2 separate regions of the Sus scrofa genome follow, and region 2 is linked to region 1. A link is a contact called in public promoter capture Hi-C data. All regions are on one chromosome and are shown on one strand. Each heading gives the region's core, a stretch centred on a gene start, on an enhancer-like site or on the middle of the called end of the contact. The rest is flanking DNA. Distances are from core to core; before and after follow the strand shown.

Region 1 (3,901 bases), core at 972-3,471:
TCGGAAGGTGGCGGTAGTGGTGGCTTCCGCAGCTCTGAGGGCGGTGGAATCGGGGATAGGGCCCTCGGGACAGGGTTGGAATCCTCTTCGGTTAGTTGCCGGGGCGGCGGCGGCAGCGGGCGGAGGCTCGGAGGGTCGCCCTGGCCGCGATGGCTCGCCTCCAGCAGACCGCGGATTCGGGGCACCGAAGTGCCCGTGGGTTTTCGCCACTTAGACGGCGCGGGCAGCAGGGTCCCCACGGGGGGCGGGGGTGGCGTAGAGACCGTGGCCGCAGCCGCCTCCTCTGAAGGAGGCGTCACTGGCGAGGGCAGTTCTAAGGTCAGGGGCAGGGGTGAGGGTGAGGCCTGGGGCTCCGGGGGTACCAGGAGTCCTGGGGGCGGAGAGCTGCCAGGGAACCAGACACCCAGCCCTCGAGCCAGGCGCATGGCTGGGGAAGAGGGGGTCACCTCGGGCTCCATCAAGGATGTCCGGCGGGAGTCGGAGGACCGGCCCGAGGCCTGCTCTTTTCGGGAGCCCCCGCCAGCGGACGGCTCCGACTGCACGTTCCCCATTTCTGACGGAGGTCAGGGACTGTGGTCAGAAAAACGTCAGCCAGTCAATCTATCAGGGCTGGGGGAAACCCACGAGGCAGAGTTGTACTTGGTCCTATCTATCCTCACCCGCCCTGCCCTTGTCCTCCGATATCCACTCGGGAACTAGTCTCTAGCCGCATTCCTATTTCTCTGCTCTTGACGTTCACATCTTCTTCCCCGTGGACCCATACAGCTGCTGTTCAGGTACAGAGTCCCCATTCTCTTAGTGTACTAAGGTTCAGTACCTGTCTTCCTATCTGGACCCTCAGATCACATCCCTTCGCTTTGACCACATCCGAGGTCTCTAGACTCCAAGACATAGGCCTTGCCCGCCTTCCTTGCCAGTTACTCAGGCCACAACACGCGTGGTGATTGTACTCTGTAGCTTGTAAGACCAAGGAGTACCAGCTTCTCTCCCTGAACTCTCAACAAGGTTTCTTTGGCCCAGGCCCCGCCTCCTCCCTCTGGTCCCGCCCCCGATTGTCAGGGAATCGGGCCTTCTCAACCAGACCCCCCAACCCTCCCCAGGTCTGGCCCCGCCTCCGCTTAACAAATCCAGATATTTTTGTCGTGCTAACCCCTCAGTCCTCACCTCTAACCCTCAACTCCCTCTCAATTGATTATTTGGTTCCCGCCCTCTTCCCAGGCTTCACTGCTAAATTTCTTTTCCTGCTCCAGGTCTAGCGGCAGACCTCATACTCAGGCTCCACCCCTTCCCCCAAGCTCCGCCCTCGCTCCTCCTCTCAGAGGATCCCACTCACCGACTCCACCAGCCGACCGAAGTTCGGACCGCGGCCCCCTGGGCCCAGGGGAGGGAGGGGAACGGCCGCAGCAGAAAGTAACCGAAAAGAACGGGGCAAGCGGGCGAGGCAGCAAGAGCGGACCCCGAGACCTAGGCCCCGCCCATAGGCTCGAGCCCCCCGCCCCGTGTGCCAGCTTGAGCACTGCCCCTTAGGAACCTGGATCTCCCTTTGAAATACTCCAGTGTCTTCTTCCCCGCCCCCAGGCCTTGCAGTCCTAGGCCCCACCCCTGTAGAACGTTCTTTTAAGCCCCGCCCCTTCACAATGCCCCGCCCTCTCCGTTAGTTTCTCTCCTGAAGCTCCGCCCATTATGAACACAGCTGCGTAGCTCCTCCCTTTTGGAACTCTCCGTCGTCCGGCCCCTAAAGGCAGTTTACTTGTAAGCTCCGTCCTACAAGGACAACCTCTCCTCCCAAGACCCTCTTTCCTCTGGCTCGCCCAGAAGGCCCTTCCTCTGTGGATCCGCCCCTTCTATGACGCACGCGCTCGTCCGCGCCTCCCGCGTCTTCACTCTCCTTTTCCAGGCCCTCCGACCCCGCCCCCTAGCGATGCTCCCTTCTCGCCCCACCCCTTTTCGAACCCCGCCAGGCACCCCGCCACTCCCATTTAGAACCCAAAACATAGACCTTGCCTCTTTAGAACATCCAGAGCAAGCTCTGTCCTAGACTCCCTCCCTACATCCTCAGGGACCAATGGCACAGATGGGTGGGAAAGGAGGGGATCCTTTCTGGATCCTAAGAAAATGGGGGCTGGGGGGCTGTTCGCTGGAGCCAGGGCCGGGCTCTAGGACCCAGCGGGCAAGTGCGCCTGCCTCGCGCTTACCCCTCCCCCCAAGCCGCCCCCTCCCCCCCCATCTACCAGGTTTCCCCTCCCTCCCCCCTCGCCCCGGCTCCCGGTGCCCGTCTCTAGCGCCGCCGGAGCCAGCGAGGGAGCTGGAGCGAAGAGGAGGAGGAGGAGGAGGCCACGTCGCCACCGCTCGGAGCCCGGCCGGAGCCTTCCAGGCAGGTGCCGAGGGGGGCGAGGGGGCGGGGGCTGACAGACGGCCTGTCACGGTGAGGGGGCAGCCGGGACCGCGCAGCGCCTCCTGTCCACCGGGACGCCCCCAGACCCTGGCTGGAAGGACAAGGGGGTGGGGGCTCCTAAACTGCGCGGCAGCCATTTGGGGTACCAGTCTCCATTTGGGGGGGCCTGGACTTCCTACGAGGACACCCCATTCATAATTTCCGTACTGGACCCCCACCATTGAGGAAATCTGGGGACCACTCCCCCCAGGAAACAGATCATAGGGAGCGTAGGGCACCCAGAAATCCCGGCATCCCATCCCAGTAGGCCCTGGGGGGGGACCCCTGCCCTCTTTCTCTGCTTCACCTGTTGTCGGGGGAGGCGGGCGGACAAAGGAAGCAGCGTCACGTGACTGCTCATTCACAAAATCCCATCCCATTGAGAAAAGGGGGCTGGGGGCGCTGCGGCGGCCCCTTCCCCTCCCGAAAGGCTGGGGAAACCCGACAGCCTGCTGGTGGGGGAAGGGGCTAGAGCTCGTGGCTTGGGTGCTTGAGGCTGGGGCACCAAGGTCCCTGCGCTAGGTGGTAGTGAGGGGTTGGAGGCTGATCCTGATTGCTGGGCGGAGGGCTATGGTCCCTGAACAGGGGGGAGGGGGGCTGGGGGGCGGGGTAAGATGGTTCTGAAGGATGCTGGGGCCGGGAGAGGGAAGAGGAGGGATCAATTCCCCCCTCCCCGCCCGCCTGCCCGCCCGCAATCTCTCCCCCTTGCCTTTCCTCGGCAGGGGCCTGAGGGAGCAACCTTGATTTTGTGAATGAAATGCTCTCTGGATGTGTCTCGGTCGCCCGTTCCTGGCTTCTTCTGCCTCCATCTCCCTTTCGGCCTGTCTCTGGCCATTTCTGGTTCTCTCCCTGCTCTCTGCCCATCTCCCGTTGCCGGGTGACTCAATGAGCTTTGCATCCGGTCTCATTCATAAATCCGGGAAGGGGTGGGGGGAAGAGAGCCTGGGTTTCTCACCCAGCCAGTGGCCTGGGCGGCAGGGTGCGGAGGCAGTGTAGGGGGGACTGGGGCTGAGTTGATGGGCTCTAAGAAAATACATATGCGCAGGCACCCAGCTGTGAGGGGGACGATGGGTGGGGCTGTGGGTACGTGCAGAGGGAGGAGAAGGAGAGAGGTTGATAGGGGATGAGCAGGAGGAGGAAGGGAAGTGGAAGAGCAAAGCTATGGGGGGTGAGGACGGGCAAGATGGGGAGAGGGAGAAAAGGTGGGTAGGGAGAAAAAAGGTAGCTATGGAGGAAAAGGTAGGCATGGGAGGAAGGAGATGGCAAGAGGAAGAAAGAAGCAGTGCTGGAGGAAGGTGGGCATGGGGAAGAAGATGGGCAGAAGAGACGTGATGGGGACGGGGAGAAGGTGGCATGGGGTGGAGGTGGGTATGGAAGGTGAGGTACAGGCTGGCTGAGGGTGCAGTAGATCCAGCTGAGGGAGCTGAAGAGGGGAGGTGAAGGATGGGGGGGACACTGAATAGGAGA
Region 2 (3,793 bases), core at 199-2,698, 400 kb after region 1:
GTGGGACCCCAATTCGCACCTCACCTAAGAAAATTCTAAGTCACTCTACACTCACTACTGCGAGTCTGTACCTCAACCTGACTCCTAGATCAGCCTGTGGGATTCCTCCAGGGAAAGGACTGGCTGGAATCTGTGGGACTCCACGAAGTTTACTCTGGGCTCCCAAGGTGCCCTGAGCTGCTTTCCTTGTCACCCTACACTTGGCTCTGAGATCTCTTCCATGCGCAGTGCAAAAGAGGTTCAGAAGGGATGGGGTGGGGGGTGGCAAGGAGAGAGGAAGGTTTGGAAGGGCAGGCCGGGGGCTGAGGCTGCACGCCCTCCTCTGACAGTCCCCAGAATCCACCATTCCCCGGGAGGCTGAACCAGGAGGTGGGGGGAGGGACTGGGGCAGGGAGCTCAGGGCCCTGGGGTTCCCATCTCCCCTCTGCCACCTCCCTCCCAGGATGGGGTGTGGGAAGTCCATCTCTCTCCTTCCCGCCACCCTTCCGCCCCATCTCACCTGAGCCTCTTGCACCTTCCCTGTCTGGGTCTCCACAGGGTCTGAGGCTGGGGGGAGGAGGGGGAGCAGACGTGGTTAAGGTGAAGGGAGTGGTTAAGGGGGAAGGAAGGGCTTCAAATTAGTGGGGCAGAGGGATCAAGAAAACTCACCAACCTGGTCATACCGGGTGGGGTGGGGGTGTAAAATGGAAGTGGAGGAGGGCGGCAATGGGGAAAAGCGGACCTTATCAGTGTGCAGACGGCTGGGAGGAGAGGTTAGCGAGGGACAAAGAGGCCGGGACAGGAAGGTTTAGGCGAGGGAAGAGAAAGTAAAGCACGCCCGGCATGGAGGAAGACTTAGGAGGAGTTAGGAAGGGTGTAGTAGTGTGAGAGTGTGTGTCATTAGGTTTACAAGCAGTGGGAAGCCATAGAAAGGAGAGAAGACATACTCTGCCTGTTGGCAGGTTTGGGAGAAGAGGTGCAGAGTGTGTGTGTGTGTGTGGTGTGTGTGTGTGTGTGTGTCGGGCAGGGTGGGGTTGGTTTCGGAGAAAAAGGAAGCAATAGGAGGGGACCCTGGCATCCTACAGTTGCTACTAACAACCAGGTACCCTTAGCAACCAGGACCGCGGCATCTTAAGTCCCTAGCAACGAGGGTCCTTGGCAACTAAGGTGCGAGAAACATGTGATCATTAGTAACTTGGGGGAAGTGGCAAACGGACCCTTAAAACCTAGCGACCCAGAAAGCCACCAATCTAGCAATATGGATCACTTGGCAACTGCCCCCGGAATCCCATTTTCCCCCCCATGCAACCCCCATCTCCTGCCCCACCAAGCCTGCCCTCGGGCCCCGGGGCCTACGACCCTCAGCTAGGCCCCGGTGCAGCCCTGCCCTCCCACCGGGGTCCCCGACTCACGATCCGGCTCGGCCATGGGCGCGGGGCGGGGGCCCTCGGGACTGTCACCGACTGCTCTGTCCCGTGACGGCACCGGAAACAGGAGGGGGCCGAGACAAGGCAGAGAACTACAACTCCCAGCAGCCATCGCGATCGCATATAATGCTCTGCACCGCGTACGGAGCGCGCCCCCACGCAAAGGCCGGACTACGAGTCCCAGAGGGCTCCACGTCCACAGCCATGCTGGTAAAGGACTCCGGGAAAGTGTGGGAAAAGGTAGAACGCCGTAGTCCACCTGAGTGCTCTGATTGGTCATCATGTGGCATGGGGGCGGGGCGTGTACTACTTAGCCCACCCTGATTGGATGAGTCAGGGGGGCGTGTTGGGGAATTCCCCGCAGGGCGGAAGCTCGAGAATTCCAGGCAGAGCCCAGCGACAGGCGGGCTGCCGCTGGGGGCCCCTGAGGCTTCGGGGGCCATGGCTGGGGTTGCGTGCTTGGGGAAAGCTGCGGACACCGATGAATGGTGCGACAGCGGCTTGGGCTCTCTGGGTCCGGACGCAGCGGCCCCCGGAGGACCAGGCCTAGGCGCGGAGCTGGGTCCGGGACTATCGTGGGCGCCCCTCGTCTTCGGCTACGTCACTGAGGATGGCGACACGTGAGTGAACCTTAGACTGACAAATCGGGCCCCAGGGTCCCACATCTCCAATCCTGACTTCCCAACCTTTCAATCCTAAATCTGTCTTTTGATGCTTGACTTCCTGACCCCAAGACTGGCCTCTGATAAAACCAACTTCTTATCTAATTTTGATCCTAACCCAATAATGTCTGGCCTTCCTTTCTTGAACTGATTCTCAGAGTTATGCGTTCATTGATCAGACCCACATTCAGTGATCGATTCCACATCCAAAACTCGATTTGACCTTCCTGACCCCAGTCCTTAGCCCTCTGTTAGAACTGTAGTTCAGACAGGCTCCTCCTGACCTTTATCCTCCAAATATGATCTTTGGTCCTCAGCGCCTAACTTACATGAGCCTTAGATTTTATTTCGAAATTAATACTTGGCTTTTGACTCCAGGATCCCACCTTCTGAACTCTGATCTTCAAAGCTTACATTCAAAGAGAAAATGGAAACTACATAACAGCAGGAATTCATCTATTAAACAAATAATCCAACACCTTCGACTTTCCAGGAACTGTTTTAGGTGTGGCCTAAAGGCAGGGAGGAAAGCCCAAAAAACATTTGTCTTGTGGAGCATACATTCTAGTGGGGGTATATAGACAGAAGGGCAGATAGACTGACAGGGAGGGAGGAAGGGTAGGAGGAAGAAAAAGGAAAGAAAAGGAGAGAGAAGGAAAGAGAAAAAAAGATACACAGACCTAAAGTAAGAAAGGGAGAGAAAGAAGAAAGGCAGGAAGAAACGAAGACAAAAATTAAAAAAAAAAAGAAAAATAGCATGTCAGACGTTAAGAAGTTCTTTGGAGAAAAATAAAGCAGGGAAGTGAGACAAGTAGATTATCTGGGGAGAACATTGCACATAGAGGGAAAAACAGTTGTAAAGGCCCAATTGAGGGAATGTACCTGGGGTTTTTGAGTATCGTGTTTACCGCTGTATCCCCAGTGACCCAGCAGCCCCTGACCCATAGGAGGCACTCAGGAAACAGTGATCTTCTCAAACAACCAGCTGTGGTTTCATTTATTTTCTCTTTTTCTCTCTTTTTGCTTTCTATTTTGTTGATCTCTGTTCTGACTTATTTACTTTCTTCTCTTATTTGGGGTTTAATTTCTTCTTTTTCTCGTTTTTTAAGATGGAAGCTGAGGTCATTGATTTGAGACTCTTTTTTTTTTTTTTTTTTACGCATATAAGTGATTCATGCTGTAAATTTCCCGGAGTAGTGCTTTAGCAGTATCTCACCAATTCTGATGTGCTGTGTCGTTTTTTGTCATTTTGTTTTGTTTTGCTTTTAAGGCCTACCTGCGACATACGGAAGTTCCCAGGCTGGGGTCAAATCGAAGATGCAGCTGCCGGCCTACACCGCAGCCACCGCAATGTGGGATCTGAGCCCTATGTGCGACTTAGACCACAGCTTATGGCAGTGCCAGATCTTTAACCCAGTGATCCGGGCCAGGGATTGACCACATCCTCATGGATACTGGTTGTGTTCGTTAACCACTGAGTCACAACAGGAATTCCATGATGTGTAGTGTTTTTATTTAATGCAATATACTTTCTAATTTCTTTTTTGATTTCTTCTTTGGTCATCGGATTCTTCAGAAGTATGTTATTCAGTTTCCATATCACAGGCATCTTTCTTTCATTGGCTTTTAGTTTAATTCTGTTGGGGATGGAGAGCCTAGCATGACTTGAATCCTTTCAGACTTTTTGAGACTTGTTTTAGGGCCAAGAATATAATGTGTGCATTT

What was found. Promoter capture Hi-C pulls out the DNA fragments that hold promoters and counts their contacts.
Region 2: a promoter capture Hi-C map of liver shows a contact between it and region 1, with 2.7 times the contacts expected there. The contact joins the promoter of SIRT2 here to the promoter of SPRED3 in region 1. A contact is called at or near these places in 1 of 5 promoter capture datasets (liver) and 1 of 2 datasets of contacts at active chromatin or transcription factors (alveolar macrophages).

What each region holds. Positions count from the first base shown.
Region 1 is chr6:47,299,990-47,303,890 of Sscrofa11.1, forward strand. SPRED3 (sprouty-related, EVH1 domain-containing protein 3) reads left to right here and starts at 2,222. Exons shown (of 6, transcript XM_021094342.1): 1 at 2,222-2,374. GGN (gametogenetin) reads right to left here and starts at 1,587. Exons shown (of 3, transcript XM_005664585.3): 1 at 1,334-1,587; 2 at 1-570. The coding sequence starts at 551.
Region 2 is chr6:47,701,894-47,705,686 of Sscrofa11.1, forward strand. SIRT2 (sirtuin 2) reads right to left here and starts at 1,449. Exons shown (of 17, transcript NM_001114271.1): 1 at 1,392-1,449; 2 at 500-546. The coding sequence starts at 1,407. NFKBIB (NF-kappa-B inhibitor beta) reads left to right here and starts at 1,751. Exons shown (of 6, transcript XM_003355897.5): 1 at 1,751-2,026. The coding sequence starts at 1,848.